2 separate regions of the Mus musculus genome follow, and region 2 is linked to region 1. The links are chromatin contacts, called in public HiChIP or PLAC-seq maps. All regions are on one chromosome and are shown on one strand. Each heading gives the region's core, a stretch centred on a gene start, on an enhancer-like site or on the middle of the called end of the contact. The rest is flanking DNA. Distances are from core to core; before and after follow the strand shown. Region 1 holds the start of Map1b (microtubule-associated protein 1B). Region 2 has its middle 100 kb from the start of Gm24471.

Region 1 (5,904 bases), core at 1,016-3,515:
TAATGGCGGTTCAGAGAAATGGAGGACAGCTCACTAGATGAAGCCATCCTGGTGGTTGGCCTCCAAGAAGATGTTCTTTGCCTCCTCACCTCCACCATGGATCATCCTGCTGCCCTTTCCTAAGAGTAACTGCATATCCTCTTTAAACTTGTTCAATTGTGACCAAGTCTCTGCGGCAAGCTTACTGCAGACCCCTAGCGTCATAGGTCAGACATCATCTTTAGTCACGACTCATCAGACTAGTGTGGTGTTTGGCTGCTCACTGAGTATTGTCTCTTTAGGTTTCAAGAAAGAAACGGGGCAAAAAGGCCTATGTCTTAGTCAGGGTTTCTATTCCTGCACAAACATCATGACCAAGAAGCAAATTGGGGAGAAAAGGGTTTTTCAGCTTACACTTCCACACTGCTGTTCATCACCAAAGGAAGTCAGGACTGGAACTCAAGCAGGTCAGGAAGCAGGAGCTGATGCAGAAGCCATGGAGGGATGTTACTTACTGGCGTGCCTCCCCTGGCTTGCTCAGCCTGCTCTCTTATAGAACCCAAGACTACCAGCCCAGAGATGGTCCCACCCACAAGGGGCCTTTCCCCCTTGATCACTAATTGAGAAAATGCCTTACAGTTGGATCTCATGGAGGCATTTCCTCAACTAAAGCTCCTTTCTCTGTGATAACTCCAGCTGTGTCAAGTTGACACAAAACTAGCCAGTACAGCCTATGACAAGTAAATCGTGGGAGTCAACACCTAAGACACTGGGCTATCGGGAAAGTCTCACAATAGGTTTTGTTTGTTCTGTTTCATTTTTAAACAGGGTCTTATGTATCCAGGCTGACCTTGAACTCATCAGCTAAGGATGACCTTGAACTTCTGATCCTCCTTGTCTGCATCGCCTGAGTGCTGGGACTACACTGCCCAGTGCTTCCGGTGCCAACATGGGCGTGAAGTCCACCAGCTAAGCTACAGCCCCTCCAGTTGGTATTTTAAAACTGGTGTATACTCCAGTGTTAAAGGTATATTGACTAGTATATACCAAACTGCTATTTAGTATGTTATATTTAGTATAAATTAAAACTAGTATACACTCCAATATTAGTTATTTTAGATGAAAATAGGCTTTTCCCCCCTATTCCATCTAATTCCATCTATTTTCTCTTCTAAAATGATCCCCAGTCTTCATGATGATGAGGCGCTTGCCCCCCTCTTCTGCCCTAATACAGAAATGTACTCATTAGATTTGTGAGAAATGAATGTTTACGATGGCCTTTAGAAACATTATTAGGAGTTCTTCTAAATATAGACAAAAGCAATAAAAACTCCCAAAGCTACATGTATCTTAAAAGACATCATTGTCACACAAAATAATTTTGCCTGTGTATCCCCCAAGGAACTGAAAAGCACATTATAGTCGCTGTAATCCTGCAGAGACAGTGTCTTCTCTATTCTTTGTTATGCCTGATGCTATCTGTTCAGCATATTAAGAAAAGAAATCTGTATCTAGCATAATATGTCTGCCTCTTCTCATTCATTTCCCATGAGCACCAAAAGCCAGTTCTTTTTTGAGCGTTAGTTAGTCCTTCCAGACTAGACTCCAAAGTCTGAACAAATTAGGCTTAGGTCTTGCAAAGTCTCTTTTAAGCGAAGGTGATAAATATTCCTGTTGTTTAAAAAAAATGGACAAATACGCCTTTCTATATCTACAAGGTCAAAAACTCAGGTTTGTGTTCTTGGGCGGGGTACCCTCAACCCAGCGCCCACTGTGACTGCAGCAATTACTCAAATTCTGACTTCACGTGGATGAGGCACAGGCACAGGCCTGAAGATGCGGAATCTGACTCAGGACATAATCCCGCTCTGAAACAGGAAGTAATCCCCACTCCCCAGGTTGATGGTTTAGGGCAAAGAAAGTGTGTGTATGTAAGGGTGATGGTGCAGAAGGCCCTCGGGTTGCAGCAGAGTTCTTTGGGTCCCCTAGAGCCTGGCTCCTGGCCCTGCCCAGACCATTGTCCACACACCTCGTCCTTCCAGCTTCCGGGCCGCCGGCGAAATGATTTGCTGCAGATGACATCAGCCCTGGGCTAAGGGCTGGAGGAGTGGAGGCAACCACCACGAGGACGTGCCGGGTGGTCCTTTCCTCCTCCTCTTCCTCCCAGGCTCCTAGCCTAGTCTCCATATAAACGGCACCGCCTCCTCGGCCTCTCACTCCCCGCTCCTCTCTTCCGCGCAGGGAGAGGGCGGAGGGGGAGGCGACGCGTGCGCCGGGAGGAGGGGGGACGCAGGGGGCGGAGCGGAGACAGCACCTTCGGAGATAATCCTTTCTCCTGCCGCAGAGCAGAGGAGCGGCGGGAGAGGAACACTTCTCTCAGGCTTGAGCAGAGCCGGCAGGATGGCGACCGTGGTGGTGGAAGCCACCGAACCGGAGCCATCGGGCAGCATCGGCAACCCGGCGGCGTCCACCTCGCCCAGCCTGTCGCACCGCTTCCTAGACAGCAAGTTCTACTTGCTGGTGGTGGTCGGCGAGACCGTAACCGAAGAGCACCTGAGGCGTGCCATCGGCAACATCGAGCTGGGTAAGCGGTCCCGAGGCCCCCCAGGGGCGTGAGTGGGGAGACGCGCCAGCACGACCCCACCCAGGGCGCGACGGCCACCTTGTTCTCCCGCACGCCCCGCACCCACGCCTCTCCGGGCCACCTCCCACACTCCATCTGGACTCTTTTTCTGGGCTAATTTCTAAATTATTTTATTTGAGACCCAGAGAGGGGATCTTTATAATAGCCCTGAGGGATAGGTCACCTGGCTGGGTCCGTGGCCACCGCCGACTTGGCTACCTCCTCTCGTGCTCTTTGAAATGCAGGTGTCAGAGGAGCGGAGGCCATAATAAAACCGCAACCGCAGGCGGAGAAAGGGTGGGGTGAGCCTAGCAAAACCTCTTCTTTCAGCTCAGCTCTCGCCCTAGCCAAAGGCTGGGACCCACCTCCCCTTACCCGAAAACCTGGGGTCAAAACACCATGTGCCAAGGCCCGCATGGAAATCGTCTTTATCACAGTCACCTCGTGCTCCCCGCCCCCGCCAGTCACACACACACACACACACACACACACACACACACACACACCCCTCTGAGAATAGAGAATGCCTTTTCTGACTTAAAACTTCCCGATTCTTTCTTTCCTGGGAATGACTAGGCTAGTCCTTGGGCCACGCCCGTCCCCCCCCCTCCCCCCCAGCCCCCGAGGATACAGGCATGGAACCCGTCTGCGCTCTGTTTCTAGACGAAGCCCAGCCTCGCTCTTGCCCCTGAGGTCCTGGCTGCAGCTTTCAGAAAGGACAATGGGACCCCAGGTTGCGTGGGTGGGCTTCTTTGAAAAGTCTTAGCTTCAGGAGCCATAGCTTGAATGGGAGGAGGAGGTGGCAGGGGAGGGTCAGCTCCTGCGCTGCTGCGCGCACCAGGAACGGGCTCTGCGGTAGCGGAATAGCGGTTCCCGGGGAACCCTGGGCGGGGCTGGGAGGGTCCGGGAGGGCACAGCCTTGGGCGGGCAACCATCGGCCCGCCCTTCAGCCCCACCCGGTCTGCCGCAGTGCCCGCGCTGGACAGCCGCACCTGCCCCCGCACTGCGGCGCCCCCGGCTGGCACGATGCTGGCTCTGCCCGAGCCTCGCGCTGTCAGGGGGCCTTGCGCCCACCTTTGGCTGTGAGCGGTTTTGTTGCGCTCCCGACTCCCCGGTGGCAGCTCTAGCCTCTGCTTTATTCCGCCCCCCTCGCATCCCTCCCTTCACTTCATCCCTGGCAGAAGTCCCCGGGTCCGTGTGCAGCTCCAGCCTGAGCGCTCTATTCTCTTGGGGTGGTGCTGAAACGTTTCTGCTAGGAGACACCGGCTGGTGGGCGTGGTGCAGTCCGCACTGCGGTCTCTACGGCAGCCCGAGGCGGACAAAGGGCGTTCACGTAGCCCTCCTTTCCTTCTCCCTATCATGCCAATAAAAGATGGATGAAATGATTTTGGTTTAGATGAATAAATAAATAAACAAAAGCTTGTCACCTGCCTCTGCATTTGGAAATGCCCACTTGTCCCCAGAACAAAAGGCTTCAGGGTGGGGACTGGAGTTGCAGACCCGGTTCTTTTGTTTAACTTTAAAGCACGGATTTTCCCTTTCAGCTTAAAAGGAAAAAAAAGTGATCAGAAAGCCTGTCGTGATTTTTCATGAGGGGAAGATCAAGAATAAGAGATTTCAAAAGTGGAATGCTTTTTCTGAATGTCTCAGTAATCATCCTTCATTTTCAGATTACGGGCTTTTGATCTGTTTCTCAAACTTCGTTTATTTCCACGTTTTTCTCCTTGGAAAAACTCACAAGTACTGACTTTGGGTGTGGCTATTGTGGGAATTAATGGCTAGGTGTTTTTAAATCTTTTTTTTTTTTTTTTACTTAATATTTCTGGAAACAATCCATTAAGAAGTGCTTTTTCATCTCCAGAATGTTCAGAATCACCCATTGTGGTGCCAGGAGAGGAATCATCACGCCCATTTTTAGAGCTTGAGAACAGACATGAGGGAGGAAGAGTGAGGGACAGACTCAAGGTCACGGAGCAAAGCTGTGCCAGGAGAACGGCTACTGCAGTGTCACTACTTGTGTGACCCGGTCTAGATAGGAGTGCCAGCAGGCTAACATCACAGATTCAGCAGGCAGTCTTCTGACCTTGTCTTTGAACAAGTCATCTACTTGTGGGCACCTCTTGGTACAGGGAGGAGGCTCAGCCATCGCCTTGCAACCACGTTTATCTTCCCGCTTTGTTACCGGGTTTGATCATTCCTTATGCGATCCGTTCCAGGCTTTATTCAAGCCTCTTTCTGTTGGAGGAGAAAATAGATGCAGCCAAGGAATTCTGTGCGTTATGTCCTGGCTTTACTAGCATTTAGTCCTAAATCCAGATTTGTCTTCTTAACAGCAGAAAGTAGGAAAGAAAGGGAAAGAAGGAGGGAAGGAGGAAAGGAAGAAAGGAAGGAAGGAAGAATATTTGAGAGAGAGAGAGGGAAAAGCACAAACCGCAGAGAACAGTTCACTGAATTTTCACAAAGTGAAGACACCTGTGTTGTCCAGCTAAGAAACAGCCATTTACAAGAATCTCAGAAGTCACCCCACCCACCAATCCTAATGTTCATTTTGCAATCACCATGCTTTTTTTGATTTTTAATTCCCTAATTTGGTCAGGTTTTTTTTCTTTCTTTCCTTTTTTTTTTTTTTTTTTTTTTTTTTTTTTTGGAATAGATTTCTGAAATGGTTGTATCGATCTCATTAAGAATCAACCAAGTGTGTGAGCAGAGCCATTTCCTCCAGGGTAGTAACAGATGTTGCTGATCCTCTAGAGAGTGCTCTCCTGGGTCCCCGGGTCTCCCGATGCAGCTCACACTGCCCGGGTTTTCAAGGATAAGTGAAAACTCTGCTTCCCCGGCTTTTCAAACAGTCTGAGATGACTTAGCAACAGGGCAGTCAGGCTCTGTTTCCTTGGCGGGGCGCACTGCTGCTTCAGCTGGCAGATCCCAGCTGGGCCTCCTCCAGAGGTCACTATGGTGCCACTGCTATTGTTGCCTGCAGGCTATGTTGCTTGAGGCAAGAAGAAGCTGCTCCATGGGGCTCAAGCTCGGCTGGTCAGCTCCCTGAGGGCTGGGGAAACCATTTCTCTCAGCTGTTAGCCTTTCTTATTCCCTCTTCCTTTCCCATCCAGACTGAGGCACTATGTAGCTGGAGACCCTGGAGTCTGGCATATTGGCCATCTGATTGATTACCCAAGAGCACTCCAGAAAGGCAATAAATAAATAAATAAATAAATAAATAAATAAATAAATCTAGACCCCTGTAGAGGGATGGTAGATACCGAAGCAAATCAACAGGCCCGAAACACCCTACATGGATGCTA
Region 2 (5,904 bases), core at 1,391-3,890, 280 kb before region 1:
AATGGTTAAATACCGCTACCTGGCTTCTGTTCTTCTAGACCGTCACTATCTCCATGGACACAGGAGAACCTAGTAGTGGCTATCATCAGTCAGCTAATATCAACAGTATGATATGCTAGTGATATTGTGGAGGCCACTAAGTCCTTCAACCCACATTCTAGCTAAGCCCATGATCAGAAACAGTCACCAGGCCACTCACATTGATTGGATTCAAATCTTGCCTCTCTGCCAGTTACTTCCGGCTTGACCTTGTCAAAATTACTCCGTGTCTTTGTGTCTTAGTGTCTCGCTACAGAAAAACAGTGAATAGTAGTACCTACTTCAGAGAGTACCTACTTCAGAAGCTACATGCTGGTCAGCTTGGCGAATATGTAGATTCATTCAAAGGGTTAAATTCTAATCATCTAGGAATGTGTATCTCACACATCACGGGCTTTTATGACTCCTTGGTATTAGCATTTTTATTAAAATGGGCAAGAAAGCTAACTATCATTATTCCACATCATTTTTAAATGGCAAAAAGTAATTAGACAGGAAAAAATAAATCTGACCAAATATTGGAAAAGAGGAGACAAAATTATAATTTTCTGTGGATTGGCCATTTCGGGGAAGGGGTCTAAAAAATGAAAATCAACAAAAAAACCTCTTCAAAATTAAAATGAGAATTCAGTCAACTGCTCCCAACCAACTTTTCTTAACATTTTACAAGAGCCACTTAAAATATAAGATAATTAGGGGTGGCGGGGAGGTGACAGGAACCAACAAGCTCCATGGGGAATGGCAAAGCATTAGAAACACTACACAGGGACAGTGTGCCTTTTGGCAATAAGTCTTGCTATTGATGTGATGGCAATTCTGCCTAAATTAATTTAAGTTTCATTATACACTTTTAATCAAACCCAAATATTATTTTTATTTAAAAAATGACCCTCTGGATTATCTGGGCAAATAAACAATGAGAAGAGAGAGATTAAAAAAAATCATTGAAATAATTATAGTAGGGTGTCTGCCAGCACCAGACGTCAGAACACATTGAGAAAGTTGACATAGCTTAAATACTTCTACTGGTGGAAAGATAGAAAACAAACAAGCAAGCAAAAGCTTTAAGTGTTTATAAATGGGCCTTACATATATATTTAAAAGTTACTATATAACAAATTTTTTTTTCTTATGAATTAGAGTAAAAAGGAGAGCTAATTCCATCAGTGAATTTGGGGAATGGAAAACAGCTGGTAAACAGTGAGTGAACTTCTCTATTTCATGTGTTAATCTAAAAGATGGGAAGAGAAAGACCACCAACCCAAATCATCATGTCCAAATTAATTTAAAAAGTAACTAATTAAAGCAAGCTTTTTTTATGTGCCTCCACCTAAGGTGGGGTCTGAGAGACCAGCATTGGAAATGTGAAAGACAAAACATTTATAGCTCAGGAATAGGGAGTTTCCAAATGGGGGGATTTGGAGGGCAAAATAGCCGAGATTATAGGAGCAGAACATAGCCATAACAACTCAGTCCTAACGACCCCCTGAAACAAAGACAAGGTGGGCATGACAAAGTTGTCATAACTACAGGTAGTTATAACAAGATGGTCATAAAATCCTTTGAAACAAAGGTAGGGTTGCAAGATGGTTATAAACAACTTTTTGAAACAAAGGAGTAATCGCCACTCCTGAATATAGCATCATTTGTAATTAAGGTTACAGGTGAGATGTATCCCAATTCTTGATAAACAGATATTAATCATAAACAGGAATGAACCTAGTTTGTTTTTACTATAAGAAGACTTATAAGCCTAAGATAGGGGCAGGCTGGGTCTTCATACGAGTAACTCCAAAATAAGTTCTAAGGAGGACAGTCACTAAGTGGAGGCACATGAACCCACCAGTCAGCTTCCCATCTCTGAAGGGATACCTGATAAAAGCGTTAACTTGGCTCAGGATTGTAGGGGACACAACCTATGGTCTGTTGGCTCTGTTGCCTAGGCTCTTTGAGTCAAGGAAGGACATCATGGTGGGCAGAATGTGACAGAAGAAATTATTCACCTCATGGTATCCATATAAGAGGGACAGAGGGAGAGAAGAAAGAAGGCAGGATAAACATGGTCCAATATCCTCTTCAAGGACATGCCCCTGGTGACCACAGTTAAGCATGTTTACAGGAACAAGCATTTGTAGGTAGTCATTAAAATGTTCAAACATTTACTCCAAGCAGTTTCTAGCCAAAAGAACCTGAGGGCTATCACAATTGTTCCTTAAGGTAGTCCCCACCTCCCTTCCTCCCTGAGATTTGTCTTTCTAAAATAATAGGAAGTGGTTCTTACTAGTGACTATTTTAGTTAAGTAAACTTAACTAAAACTTTAATTTACAGTTCCTAGGCAAAGATTTGCAATAGGTTATATCATAAAAACAGCAGTAATTTCGTTTTGTTAGGTGTGTATATAAGAGTACAAAGCATCTATTTGTCTCATCTCCTCTGTATTCCCAAAGGGATTTAAGGGCCTCATATCTTGACCCCATTATCTCTCACTTTCTTCTTTGTCTTTGATGCTAGCCCACAGATAAGGTAGCAAGCCTATACTATGTCACCAACTGATGCTGCTTAGCGGAAGCTGAGTCCAGCCAGTGGAGCTGACTCATCCGTGTGATCCAAGTCTCTGGGATACAGCTTAGGCTGGCTGCGGTATTTCAGTGGGACTGTTCTCGATCAGTGAATGGTGACCTCGGTGGATGGGGTATATCTATCATTAATAAAGCCGTGCAAATAGAGAACAAGAGACACTGTGATCTTGGAATCCATAAATGGCAGAAGAGGAATTTAAAACATGATTAAAACAAGTCCAGCCAAAGTCCAGGGATGTGACGTTTTTCCTAGGATGGCAAAGCCCAGTCAGTCATTCTGCAAAACAAAGGAGAACTTACAGGACACTCTAATTTACTTCACTCAGTGGGGTAAACCAGGGTGACTAATACTGTTTTAATCTATGCATCCTTTGAGACCTGGGATATTGATATGTAAAAGCACTTAAACACACACTGTAATGGCCCAGGGCTGTCAAAGGCTGCTTTGAATTAGAAAGAGCTAGAAATATCCACATCGGAAGAGATCTGCCCAAGGCCTAGCACTATAAATAGTTCAGAGCAAGCCCTCTGGTTGCTGGGTTGGCCCAGGGCCTGGGCTCTTCCTTGGGGAGGCAAAGGGGGGGGGGACGGAGAAAATATGCAGGATGGAATCTGGGTATCTGTCTGCTGCTTTCCTGGTCACGCTGCCTTCTCAAGAAAAGCCCATTTGCCATTTGGGAAGTTTTCATCTCTCCTTTTCCTTTCTGCTTCTCTGTGGCATACAACCCACGGTTAAAATTCTCAGTGCAGCAGCAAGCAAGGCAAAGTGTTGCTGGCCCCTTTCTTGCGTTAGCTGTGAGATATTAGAAATACACAGCCTACTTACTGGCAGCCGAAGTTCTTGTTTCAGGGGTCTGTAGGAGGCAATGAAGCTGAAGCAATGGTAGGTGGGAACACGGAATGCCCGCATTTCTCTTAGGTTTTATCAGGCCCTCACAGTTCTCCTGGGAAGATATTGGGATGACATTTAGACAGATCTGCAGGACTGTGGAGGGCCCACAGATACAGACCCCAGTCATGTGACCCATGCGCCTTTTACTATCCCAGTGATCTATCAGTGATACAAACACAAAACACAGCTTTCACCTCAAGTGCAAGTAGTGATGGTTTATTCTAGAGCCAAATAGGAATGACAATGGCCCGGGGACCTGGACTCAGGTTCACCCAAATTTCATATTCCCATGTGACGACTGGTTCATGAAATTTGGAATTACAGAACAAAGGATGTCATAAACCAAGGCACTTTTCTCTTTGTTGGAAATACTCAGGCTTACAGCAAAACAGAGAACTCTCTGCTCTGGGCCTCAGATGTCCTGACGGGAGCCTGAGCTTGTGGGCTGGTGGATGCATGTGATCTGTTGAGTTAATACATCCTAAAAGAGTTAACATGATAGTACAGCAGTGTTAGGCCAGCCACAGAGGTGGGCGATGAATGGCTGCTAAGGGGGCTAAGGAAGGAAACCCAAGAGGATTTGGCACTGGGCCTGAAACATTCCAACTCTCTGGAACTGCTAAGTTTTAATCAATTCGTCAACCGGCCTTGTAGAATCCTGTTGGTTTTTTTTTTTTCCCTAGAAACTTCAGTTCACAATAATATGCAGATGCCGACCTTCCTCCCATACTCTGTACCCATGCAAGGCAGATCCCAAACTGTTTACAGAGAAATGGTCTCGCTCCTTTAGATCACAGTGATTTTTCAAACGTTCCCCTTCATTATGACCCAGCTGCTTCATATCCAGGTGACTGCATGGCCCACTGGGTCACGGTGAGAGTGTTGACTCTGAGGTCCTAGTCACGTATGTTGAAAAATCTTGGGCTGTCCAACTCCAAATGTACCACTTTAGTATAAGAAGAATTTTGAGATAAAAGCCAGACACAGGAAGAGTCCTCTTGCCTGCCTGGGTATGAAGTTCCCTTCGGGAAGGTGACATCCATTTGTTGAGGTCAGGCTGAAGCCTGATATAAAGTCACTCCAGATAGTTTAAAGCAAGCAGCTTTGACCCCCTTTTATGAATGGAGGGTAGATTTATAAACCGCATCATCTGTCTGGAACCAGCTACGCAGCACAGACATTTCAGTAAATGACTTATTATTGGGAGTTGAAAGGGCATCACTCTATAAATTTAATTGAGACTGTAAAGACACATGGCATATTAAAATCTTATAAAATCTCTCATGTGGAACCCATAAAGAGGTGGGCACATAGCACTGAGGGTGAAGGCCTCCGATTGATCTGCCATTTGACCACCCAGAGTGTGCACTAAGGGCTTACAGGCAGGGAAGTCCCGACCCAGCCTAGTTGACTCTGACTGCCTGTCCTCCTGTTTGCCTGTCTGGACCTGCCATCTGTCTGTCCACATTCCTTCATGTAGATCTGGTCCTATACTTTCACCTCTGTAGCTGGGCTTAGTTCTTCAGCTTCACTTGAAAACCTAAGATGCTTGCTGCCTCCCTAGGTTCCCAGCTTTCCCCCTGCATCTAAGCATGGTTATCACCGTGTCCATCCAAACCCTACTGACATTCCTATCAACTACTTCCAAAGCCTCCTGAAGCCTACTATGGCCCCTCAAGTTTTTATTGCCATTGGGTAGCCTGAATATGAGTAGTCATATGAATATATTTACTACATAACGTATAATTGTCTGGGGGTAAATAGTTAACTTTATAATAAAACCACCCATGCTTGCCTCAGACAGGACAACCAGCAGAAGCAGAAGTGTCTGGCAAATTGCTACAGTTGAAACTGCTGTACTGTGAATGTATTATCATTCAGTAAATTCAGACATTGCAGAAGGACACAGATGCGATCGTCCATGTCTCTGACAAAATGTGCTTATGACATGGCTCTTCTGAACCAGGTGAGGTTGTCATTGGGGGCACAATCTGCACTGAGATGCATCTGGACTAGACAAACTTTGCTGAAATAACATTCACTTTCCATTCCTGTCCTCTGAGGCTTTCTCAGCATCTCCACACAATTGATCCAAATTCTCTCCATTGTTGAAACCTGTAGGACATCCTCTCTCTCTCTGTCTCTGTCTCTGTCTCTGTCTCTGTCTCTGTCTCTGTCTCTGTCTCTCTCTCTCTCTCTCACACACACACACACACACACACACACACACACACACACACACAATCATTAAATGTGTAAAAGTACATGATCCTTTGAAACACAGACTGTTTTGTGTAGCTCAGAGACTCGTGCAGACCCACCTTCAGGGACCCAAGTGATGTAAATTCACGTTCAGCCAGGTAAAATGCATAGTAACGTTCATGTATTTATAT

The links. HiChIP or PLAC-seq counts read pairs in DNA pulled down with a chosen protein or histone mark.
Region 2: an H3K27ac HiChIP or PLAC-seq map of embryonic stem cells shows a contact between it and region 1, with 3 times the contacts expected there. The contact joins the enhancer-like site here to the promoter of Map1b in region 1. A contact is called at or near these places in 7 of 39 promoter capture datasets (the 3T3-L1 cell line, the C10 cell line, HPC-7-derived erythroid cells and 4 more), 2 of 484 Hi-C or Micro-C datasets (nephron progenitors and reprogramming fibroblasts), 15 of 115 datasets of contacts at active chromatin or transcription factors (SST interneurons, VIP interneurons, bone marrow-derived dendritic cells and 11 more) and 4 of 9 other capture datasets (adipose tissue, embryonic stem cells, liver and 1 more).

The regions. Positions count from the first base shown.
Region 1 is chr13:99,512,963-99,518,866 of GRCm38.p6, reverse strand. Map1b (microtubule-associated protein 1B) reads left to right here and starts at 2,265. Exons shown (of 7, transcript NM_008634.2): 1 at 2,265-2,563. The coding sequence starts at 2,380. It overlaps Gm26559 (predicted gene, 26559), which reads right to left and starts at 2,233. Exons shown (of 2, transcript NR_167891.1): 1 at 2,009-2,233.
Region 2 is chr13:99,791,392-99,797,295 of GRCm38.p6, reverse strand. No RefSeq gene overlaps it. Among named protein-coding and RNA genes, the nearest start is that of Gm24471, 100 kb to the right of the region's middle. Within about 2 kb of position 2,640, at least 33 of the 459 cell types and tissues checked have an H3K27ac peak or open chromatin away from gene starts, as enhancers often do. A contact at or near this core is called in VIP interneurons and neural progenitor cells, where this site is marked.